2 separate regions of the Hordeum vulgare genome follow, and region 1 is linked to region 2. A link is a contact called in public Hi-C data. All regions are on one chromosome and are shown on one strand. The core of a region is the stretch at or near the end of the contact, and the rest is flanking DNA. Distances in the headings are between cores, read along the strand shown. Region 1 holds the start of LOC123427482 (WD repeat-containing protein 44-like). Region 2 has its middle 100 kb from the start of LOC123427482.

Region 1 (4,270 bases), core at 917-3,416, 100 kb before region 2:
GTCAATGGATCCCGTGATGAAGCAATTGTCGTCCGTCGGATTAAAATGGACACAAGTCACTGCAAAAATGTGGAGAGCAATCTGTCAGCTTCAACCCATGGCTAAAGGCATAGATTTTGAAGGAGATGAAATATGAATCATAAGCCTACCAAAATTGTTATGCGGGAAAACTCTGATGCAGTTTGCACATCCAATTTCCCACAGGCGGACAGTTTTGTCTGTTGAAGCTGACAACAGATGCTGCAAGGTATCAAATTTTAATCATCACAGATAAACAGGTATATATAGGAGAAACAAAGAACAGTAACACATTTCTTCAACTGACCTTGTTGTTTGACCAGGACAGATCCAATACATCAGCAGAATGCCCATAGAACTCATGCAATGGCTCCTCTGAAATCTGGAAAACCATTGTTGGAATCACGATGCAGGCAGACTCTCCAGTTTTCTTCATACCCATGCTCTTGGATTTGCGCAGCTTCTCATTGTCGATGCTCACGGGCGCTAACCCATACTTGCGTCGTGCTTTGAGGTAGACACAAGAGGGGTCATCCAGAGGAATTTTGCATTCATCGGACTGCGAAACACCCCAAATCCGGACCACTCCGTCTTCGCCGCCGCTTGCGAGGAACTGCCCATCAGGACTGAACTTCATCGTCAAGATGGCACCTTCGTGAGCCTTGATCACCTGGCCTTGGTACACAGCAGACAATTCCTTGGACCGCTTCCGGTAGGATCGGACCTTAACTCTCTCATACCTTCCACCATGAATCTGCTCGCTGTCAGAGGAGCTGGTGCTAGGTTCATCCGCCCCATGATCCACAGCACAGACCGCCACGCCCAGCCTCTCCAGCCATCCGCTTCTCCTCCTCTCAACTGTCCTCGGAGCACCGGAAGGCTTGCCATTTCGGCTCATAAGCCTCCGGATAAACGAGAACGAACTGGAGCTCCGGCTGACCTTGCTGCCATCATCCTTGCTGGATCCACCGACGGAATTGTCGTCGGACGCGCCGCCCTCGTCGTAGCTGGTTGTCTCCTCCGTGGACCAACTCGACATGGAGCAGTCGTTGTCCTCCGAGTGCGACGACAACCTCCCAGACTCCGGCACGGCCTCCTCCTCGTGCTTCTTCTCCACCTCGCCCGCGGCAGTCACGGGATCCGCCTGCCTGGGGCTCGGGCCACACTCGAGGCCCATGCTTCTGAAGAAGCGCTCCTTCCTGTCTCGCACGCTGTCGAGGCCGCCCGATGACCACGGCAATGCCGGAGCCGGGCTGGGCGCCGGCCACGGCAGCAGTTCCTGGCACGTGTCGAAGAAGGCCTCCTCCTCCGCCTCCATCCTGCCGCTACCAGAGGCCTCCTCTGCCCGTACTAATTGGCACGACTCCATGGATGGATCGCTGTTGCTGGGGCAGGCACGAGGGCTGCAAGAATACAGTTGCAGATAAGAAACAGTGGGGAAACAAACAATCACATCTCAGAGCGCCGCGCGGACACGCGCTTATATAACAAACAGTGGAGAGTAGAGGGAGGGGGGGAGTAAAGCGGCCGGTGTGCGCTGAATTGCCTCGGCGGCAACCGGGGACGAGAAAGAGAGCGCGGACGGACGGACGGGCGCGAGAGGGGAGACGAGGAAGATTATTTTTTTACCGGCGCGATTAATCATCATCATCATCAGAGCTAATAAAGAAAATTAGAGCACCAAATCCCAAGTATTCAACTCCCCCGTATCTCCCATGAAATCCCGGGCCTCGCGTGGCCAAATCGCGCCCGAGCAATGCATCTGGCCGCGGCGACGCCAAGTTAACAACCAGCCAGCCGCTCGCCCATTGTTAAAGCGGAGAGCCGGGCGAGGAAGGCGAGCGCTGCGCGAACGAACCAGAAACAAGAAGCCTTTTTTTTTTCTTCCTTTCCTCTTGATTGATGAAGGAACGGGCGGTGAGACGAATTGGGCGACACATATCTCGAAAGGATTTTGCCGAGGGGAGGGGAATAGAAAAACTCGCGGGAGGGGAAGCGCACCTGGGCCGAACGAAGGGGAGGCGGAACTGGCGCGCGGGAATTGCAGGCCGAGGAAGGGAGGGAGGGAGGAAGGAAGGTATCGGCCGGTTAGCAGCGGCGGCGAGGCGCGTGTTCTTGGGTGGTGGTGGTCGCCGGCGCGAGGCGCGTGTTCTTGGGTGGTGGTGGTCGCCGGGCGCGGGAGCGGCGCCGGCGCCGGCAGCATGGCGCAAACGGGGACGGATGGATGGAGGATTGAAATGGAATGGAATCGACGGGGCGGCGGAAAGATTGAAGAGAAAAGGGGGTTGGGCGAATCGGAGATGGGAGCGATTTATTAGGACGTGGAGGGAGGGAGGCGATGGGGTCCCGTCCCCGGCCCCGGCCCCGGCCTGTCCTCCGTCCCCATCACCATCGCCAGATTTGGAACCAGCACGCCAAAAAAATAATACTTCCTGCTATGAAGAATTTATTATATTTATTTATTCAGAGTTTCGTTAACCCCGGTAACCCCCCACTGCACACAGAGGATCTTCACCATGACTCCAGGAGGAGAACCAAGACTCGGAGCAGCATCATTTCTATCGCGTCGAAAATAATATTATTAGCAGCATGGCATCGTATTCAGAATTTCAGATACTACATACACGATTAGCAGCATCAATTGCGGTGTCGGTGTTGCGAATTTGCTTTTGCCCGCTGACTTGTTGGGTTTTTCGGTGGTTCCCTATCTACTATCAATCTGTCTATCTATCTATCTATCTGAGTGTAGTGTCTGGACGTTTCTGGCGCAGCGCCACTGGTCAAGCGCTCGCGCTAATAGTAGTAATACTACTACTGATGCTAGTACCGCCGGCTTCTTTTTCTCCTTTTTCCTTTTCTTTTCGACGTCCTTGCTTCGTTTTTGCTTGACGTTTTTCGGATAAAATGAAAGTGGGGGTGGGTACAGTACTGGCGGCGTCTGCGTGAGCCATTAATCGTCTACTGCTCGTAGGCCTGGGTCTATGGTATAGGGCCTTGCCGCTACCTCTGCGTAGTGGTGGTAGTACTGCGAACGGCTGTTGCATCACGCCGATTTGCTCGTGTAACCCTTGCCTGACGCGGATCTTTTCCTTGTTGCGTTGCTCCGGCGGGACTGATGTGCGTGGAGACTACTTCGTGCATCGCACTGTCAGGGCTCGGGAGTGTGTAAAACTTCTTTTTCACCGCCGGAAATCTTCTGTAATTATTAAACGGCAACGGCTTGTTTGGCCTTTTCTTTTCCTAAGAAGCCCTCCAATGTATTGTGAGGCAGCGTACAAATATTTTTACACAGTTAAGGAAGAAGTCCCTTTTAGTCCCATTAAAAAGAAACAATAGGGACTTTTAGGGACTAAAATGGAATAATTGGGACTAAAGAAAGAAGTCCCTATGGGAGGGACTTTTTAGGACTTTTTTGACACTGTTTCCAACAATGCCCCTACTTTTAGCATGTCATTTAATAACTACTAGTATATTACTAGGGATAACATGGTCTTTTTGCATGTCATTTAATGACCTATAGTCCATGTTTAGTCCTTGAAAATAAACGGGTAGGGACTAGAGACTTTTTAGTTGAGACTAAAAAAAGTCCTATGACTTTTTAAAGAAACAGGGCCTAAGAAAGGGTGCAAGCGGGTTCATAGACCATCTAATAACGACTAGAAATATTTTTACAGAGTTAACAAGTATGGGTTTCCATGCCCTCATGGTGGAGAAAGCCTTGGCTGTTCGTTCTCATGTCGGCCTTTCTCGGGACAATAACATGACTATTGTTGTGTCAAACACATCCAACTCCTTCACCGAGTAGATCCGCCTTGACCCCTATGTTGTGTTTGAACACTATTGCTACGAGAAAGAGGACAAGGGCAAGGGAAAGGGTGGCCGTCAGTGAACTTTCCATATCTACAATCCTACTCTAGTTATGATGAACTAGTAAAACAGGTCACCATTTTTTATAGTCTGATGATATGTATGATGAAATCCCCCATGCTATATCCAAACTATGTATGAACTGTATGATACGGAATGAAACCTCGGGAAATCTCAAAGCTAACATCTTTATGTGGATTTAAGATCGTCGGTGTTGCCAAGAACTTCCTGCCTAAGGTCGAGTTCGCTAGACGGAAGTTCCATATACCATCAACGAAGTCAAACCACTATAAATTAGAAAAGGAATTTCATGTCCTGTTATTGAGGACCGTGTTTAAAAAAATATCGTTTGGGAGCTTTTCGAGGACTCACTAAAAAAACACCT
Region 2 (4,514 bases), core at 1,749-4,248:
TGGTCCGGAAACGAAGATTGATATATAGGATGACCTCATTTCATTACCGGAAGGTTTTCGGAGTTACCGGGAATGTACCGGGAATGACGAATGGGTTCCGGGAGTTCACCGGGGGGGGCAACCCACCCCGGGGAAGCCCATAGGCCTTGAGGGTGGCGCACCAGCCCTTAGTGGGCTGGTGGGACAGCCCAAAAGGGCCCTATGCGCATTGGAAGAAAAATCAAAGAGAAAAGAAAAAAAAGGAGGAGGTGGGAAAGGAAAGAAGGACTCCACCCACCAAACCAAGTAGGACTCGGTTTGGGGGGGAGTCCTTCCCCCCTTTGGCTCGACCGACCCCCTTGGGGCTCCTTGAGCCCCAAGGCAAGGTCCCCCCTCTCCCACCTATATATACGGAGTTTTTAGGGCTGATTTGAGACGAGTTTTCCACGGCAGCCCGGCCACATACCTCCACGGTTTTTCCTCTAGATCGCGTTTCTGCGGACCTCGGGCGGAGCCCTGCTGAGACGAGATCATCACCAACCTTCGGAGCGCCGTCACGCTGCCGGAGAACTCTTCTGCCTCTCCGTCTCTCTTGCTGGATCAAGAAGGCCGAGATCATCGTCGAGCTGTACGTGTGCTGAACGCGGAGGTGCCGTCCGTTCGGCACTAGATCGTGGGACTGATCGCGGGATAGTTCGCGGGGCGGATCGAGAGACGTGAGGACGTTCCACTACATCAACTGCGTTCACTAACGCTTCTGCTGTACGGTCTACAAGGGTACGTAGATCACACATCCCCTCTCGTAGATGGACATCACCATGATAGGTCTTCGTGCGCGTAGGAAATTTTTTATTTCCCATGCGACGTTCCCCAACAAAGAGTGCATCAAGATGTAGGAAAATAAGATATGCACTCAAGACAAATCCTTTCACGAAGCCACAAAAAACTGAAAAAGGAAATGCAACGATGGACGCGAAAGAAAAGAGGATATCAATTAGAGATGTAACTTCTCTCATGTGTAAAAGATTCTAAGTAGAAGACAATCATGATGATATATATCCACAATTTTAAAACAATAGTTCAATGAACTATATCTCCTTATTAATTACCAAAACCATCCGAGGATTACTTGCACTTAAAATCCCAATTTTGAGTGTTTTCATTTTTTTAAAATCGCAAACTTTGCTTTCAAATATATGAACTATTTTCAAATTCACTAACTCTTATTAACTTTTACAAACTTTTTTAAATCCCATGAATTTTTCTTCAAATTCGTTAACAATTGATGAAACATTTTTCAATCCGCGACAACTTGAGCCAGTCTAACAAATGCCCCCGTCGATGTCGTCCCCTAGTTGGGCCAAGGCCTAAGCTTATTTTTCTTTTACATTTATTCATTTTTCTTTTCTATTTTTGTTAATTCATATCTCCCCTTTATAATTTAGTTATTATTTTTAAGCATTGCAAAAATTAAAATACTGTTTGTAGTAAAATGTTCTTTCTTTCAAATATTATTTACACTTGTAAAACGTAGACTAGAATTTCATTTTCTTCTATATTCAATTTTTTCTTCACAAATATAAGAAATGTTTTTGTTGTAGAAAAGCTTAATATTATTTATAAAACTATGTAGGGTGGAATTTGTGTTCAATATCAATTATTTTGAATTTATTAAGTGTTTTGACAAAAGTTTTCAAGTTTATAAAATTTTCATCATAATTTTAAATTACAAAATTGTTTACAATTTATTCCAAAATTGTTTAATTTTTTTTTTTAAATCATGATAGTTTTTTGAATTTTTGAACAATTATTCTAAAATACTAAATATTTTCCATATCTGAATATGTTTTTTCAAAAATGTTGAGAATTTATTCAATTTATGAATATTTATTGATTTTTTGAATTTTTTCAATTTAGAAACATTTTTAAAAATTCATGCACATCTTTTGAATAAGCAAAAGTATCATTCTTCCCAACTATCAATTTATTTAATTTTAGGAACTTATTTGAAATCCCAGACTATTAAAATTAGAAAAGTTAACGAAACGCAAAAGGAAAAAAGGAAACATAAGGTAAGTAAAAAAATAGGGCGCCTTTACATGTGCCTTGGTCGAAATGGCGTGCTAGCAAGCGTGGGGGTGCGATGTGCGTCTCCTCCTAATACGGCATCTCCTTTTTGGCACGTATGTAGCTCGTTGGGAGGTCCTATTCGACATATTGCACCCTTGGAGGAGACGCATCGCGCACATTTGTTGTGTTCCATTGACGGGCCTTCTATTTTTCCAATTTTGAACTTTTCATTTTCTTTTTTCTTTTTGGGATCTCTTTTCTATTCTAATTTTTATTACAAAAAAGTCACAAAATTTATTAAATGTGTGTATGGTATGCGCAATCAAGCATAAAATGTTCATATATTCCATAAAATCTTGAGGATTTACTTAAAAATCCCGTATGCAACAAGTGTTTATGATTTTCAAAACAGTTTAGGAAATCAGATATAGCTCACGTTTTTTGTGTATTCAATAAATTTTATGAAATTTAAAAATGATCACAAATTAAAATTTTGTCATGAATTTTTAAATGATGTGGTAATTTTAAGAATGTATATGTAATAAAAAAAAGTTCATCGGGCCAAAAATGTTTGTTGATTGAAGAGACTTGTCAAACCGTGAACAGTTTTTCAAAATCACGAACCTTTTTGGAAGATAGATCTTCTGAAAGGGTTCATTACGTTTAAAGAAAAATCACGGTTGAGGAATAATTATAACAAATTTGAAAACAAGATAAAAAGGAATGACAATATAATGAAGGGGAGAAAAAAAGAAAAAAACTGAAGAGAAAGAAACAGAAAAAAGAAAAAAGAAAAAACACCGGAAAGGAAAAGCATGGAATAAAAAAAAATAGTGGTTAACAATTCCCAACGGGCCAGCCCAAAAGAAATCCGAACGCTGTAGGTGGTACGCGCTAGGTCACTAACGAGCGACACATAATCATATTTGGCGTGTATGTCCCCTAATATAAATCTCGCTCCTACCCACCGAATGCATCCACGCCTTTTTGGACCATTCTTTTTAGGGATTTCTATCGAGGGATGCTATTTCGTGCTCGCGCGTTGAAACGCTCGGTTTCCGACACGACGGGGTTTCCATTCTAAGCTAACTTAGCATGACACGAGATCTTTTTTACGACGGCCCCACCCACCCCACGTGTTGAAATCAGGGGACAGAAAACATGGTACGAGGATGCGGGCCCATTGGTGAAACTCACGGGAGGGAAGAAATTATGATAGTACATGCATGGCCCTGCATCCGACATGGATAACTTTTCACGGCGCTTTGCTTATAGGAATCGGGCGTTGCGACACGTGAGCGTGAAAAAGTGATTTCGATTTCTACCCACCAGTTTTCGAAATGTTCTACAATATTCCCAAAGCCGGTTTATACATTTCCCTTTTTTCATTTAAGTATTTCCTTTTTGTTTATTTACCGTTTTGTTTTTCTTCATTTTTCCTTATTTTTTCATTTTATTTTTGTTTCTTGCGGAAGTCATTGATATTTTTGTACCCATTGTCTAATATTGTGAAAAAAAATGAAAATCATGAACTTTTTAAAAAGTTGTGAATATTTTGTTGAAAACAAGAATATTTTCCAAATTCATCAATATTTTATAATACCATGACCGTATTTTGAATACATGAATATTTTCTTCGATACATATTTTTTTACAATGATTTAAACATTTTTTAAAACCATGAACATTGTTGTTAAATCAATTTTTTTAGCAATTGCTGATTTTTTTAGGAAATTGGTGGACCATACACTGTAATTTACGAACCTGTTTTATACTCATGATCGTTTTTTGAATACATGATTTGTTTTCAATTGGCAAACATTTTGAAAAAGTTCAGTGTGCATTCGAGAAGTTTTCAACATATATTCAGATTAAATTTTCGACATGTATATGAAAGTTTAGTATACACATTGAACAAATTTAATCATTCGGCATCTATTTGAAAAATGTCCATGAATTTGGTAAAAAGCTCGCAAATTTGATTTTTTTTCTCCATAAGTTCAACAAATATCCAAAATTTGAAAACATGTTCATGATTTCAAAGAGAATATGCGTTGATTTGAGTAATGTTCATAATTTCAAAAAAAATTGAAAAATGTTTGCAAAAATTAAAAAGGTAGATGAAACTAAATAATAATAGGAAAAGAATTGAAACCAAAAATGAAAATCAAACTTATCAAAGAAATAGGTAGACATGCCGAGTGTCCTGCTAATCAAACCGGTGACCTCATGCTTTGAGGTTTGATGTACCTAATTTACGTTTGTGATTTTTGTTCTTCTAAATCTATGTACTTTTTCCAAAATTGATGTTTGTTTGTCAAACTTGACGATTTTTTTACTATTAAATACGAGAACGTTTTTCCAAATCAATTGATGTTTCCAAAAATGTTTTGTTTCCAGAATTGATGATTTTTTTAAAAACAATTAAATATTCTGAAAATTGTGATTTTTTAAATCTATGAAAT

What was found. A called contact is a pair of places that touch in the nucleus more often than the background predicts.
Region 1: a contact with region 2 is called in a Hi-C map of leaf, with 8 times the contacts expected there. The contact joins the promoter of LOC123427482 here to the enhancer-like site in region 2. A contact is called at or near these places in 3 of 6 Hi-C or Micro-C datasets (leaf and seedling).

What each region holds. Positions count from the first base shown.
Region 1 is chr2H:587,566,006-587,570,275 of MorexV3_pseudomolecules_assembly, reverse strand. LOC123427482 (WD repeat-containing protein 44-like) reads right to left here and starts at 2,166. Exons shown (of 7, transcript XM_045111540.1): 1 at 2,020-2,166; 2 at 326-1,421; 3 at 150-240; 4 at 1-59. The coding sequence starts at 1,387.
Region 2 is chr2H:587,463,960-587,468,473 of MorexV3_pseudomolecules_assembly, reverse strand. No RefSeq gene overlaps it. Among protein-coding and RNA genes, the nearest start is that of LOC123427482, 100 kb to the left of the region's middle. Within about 2 kb of position 2,998, at least 1 of the 3 cell types and tissues checked has open chromatin away from gene starts, as enhancers often do. A contact at or near this core is called in leaf, where this site is marked.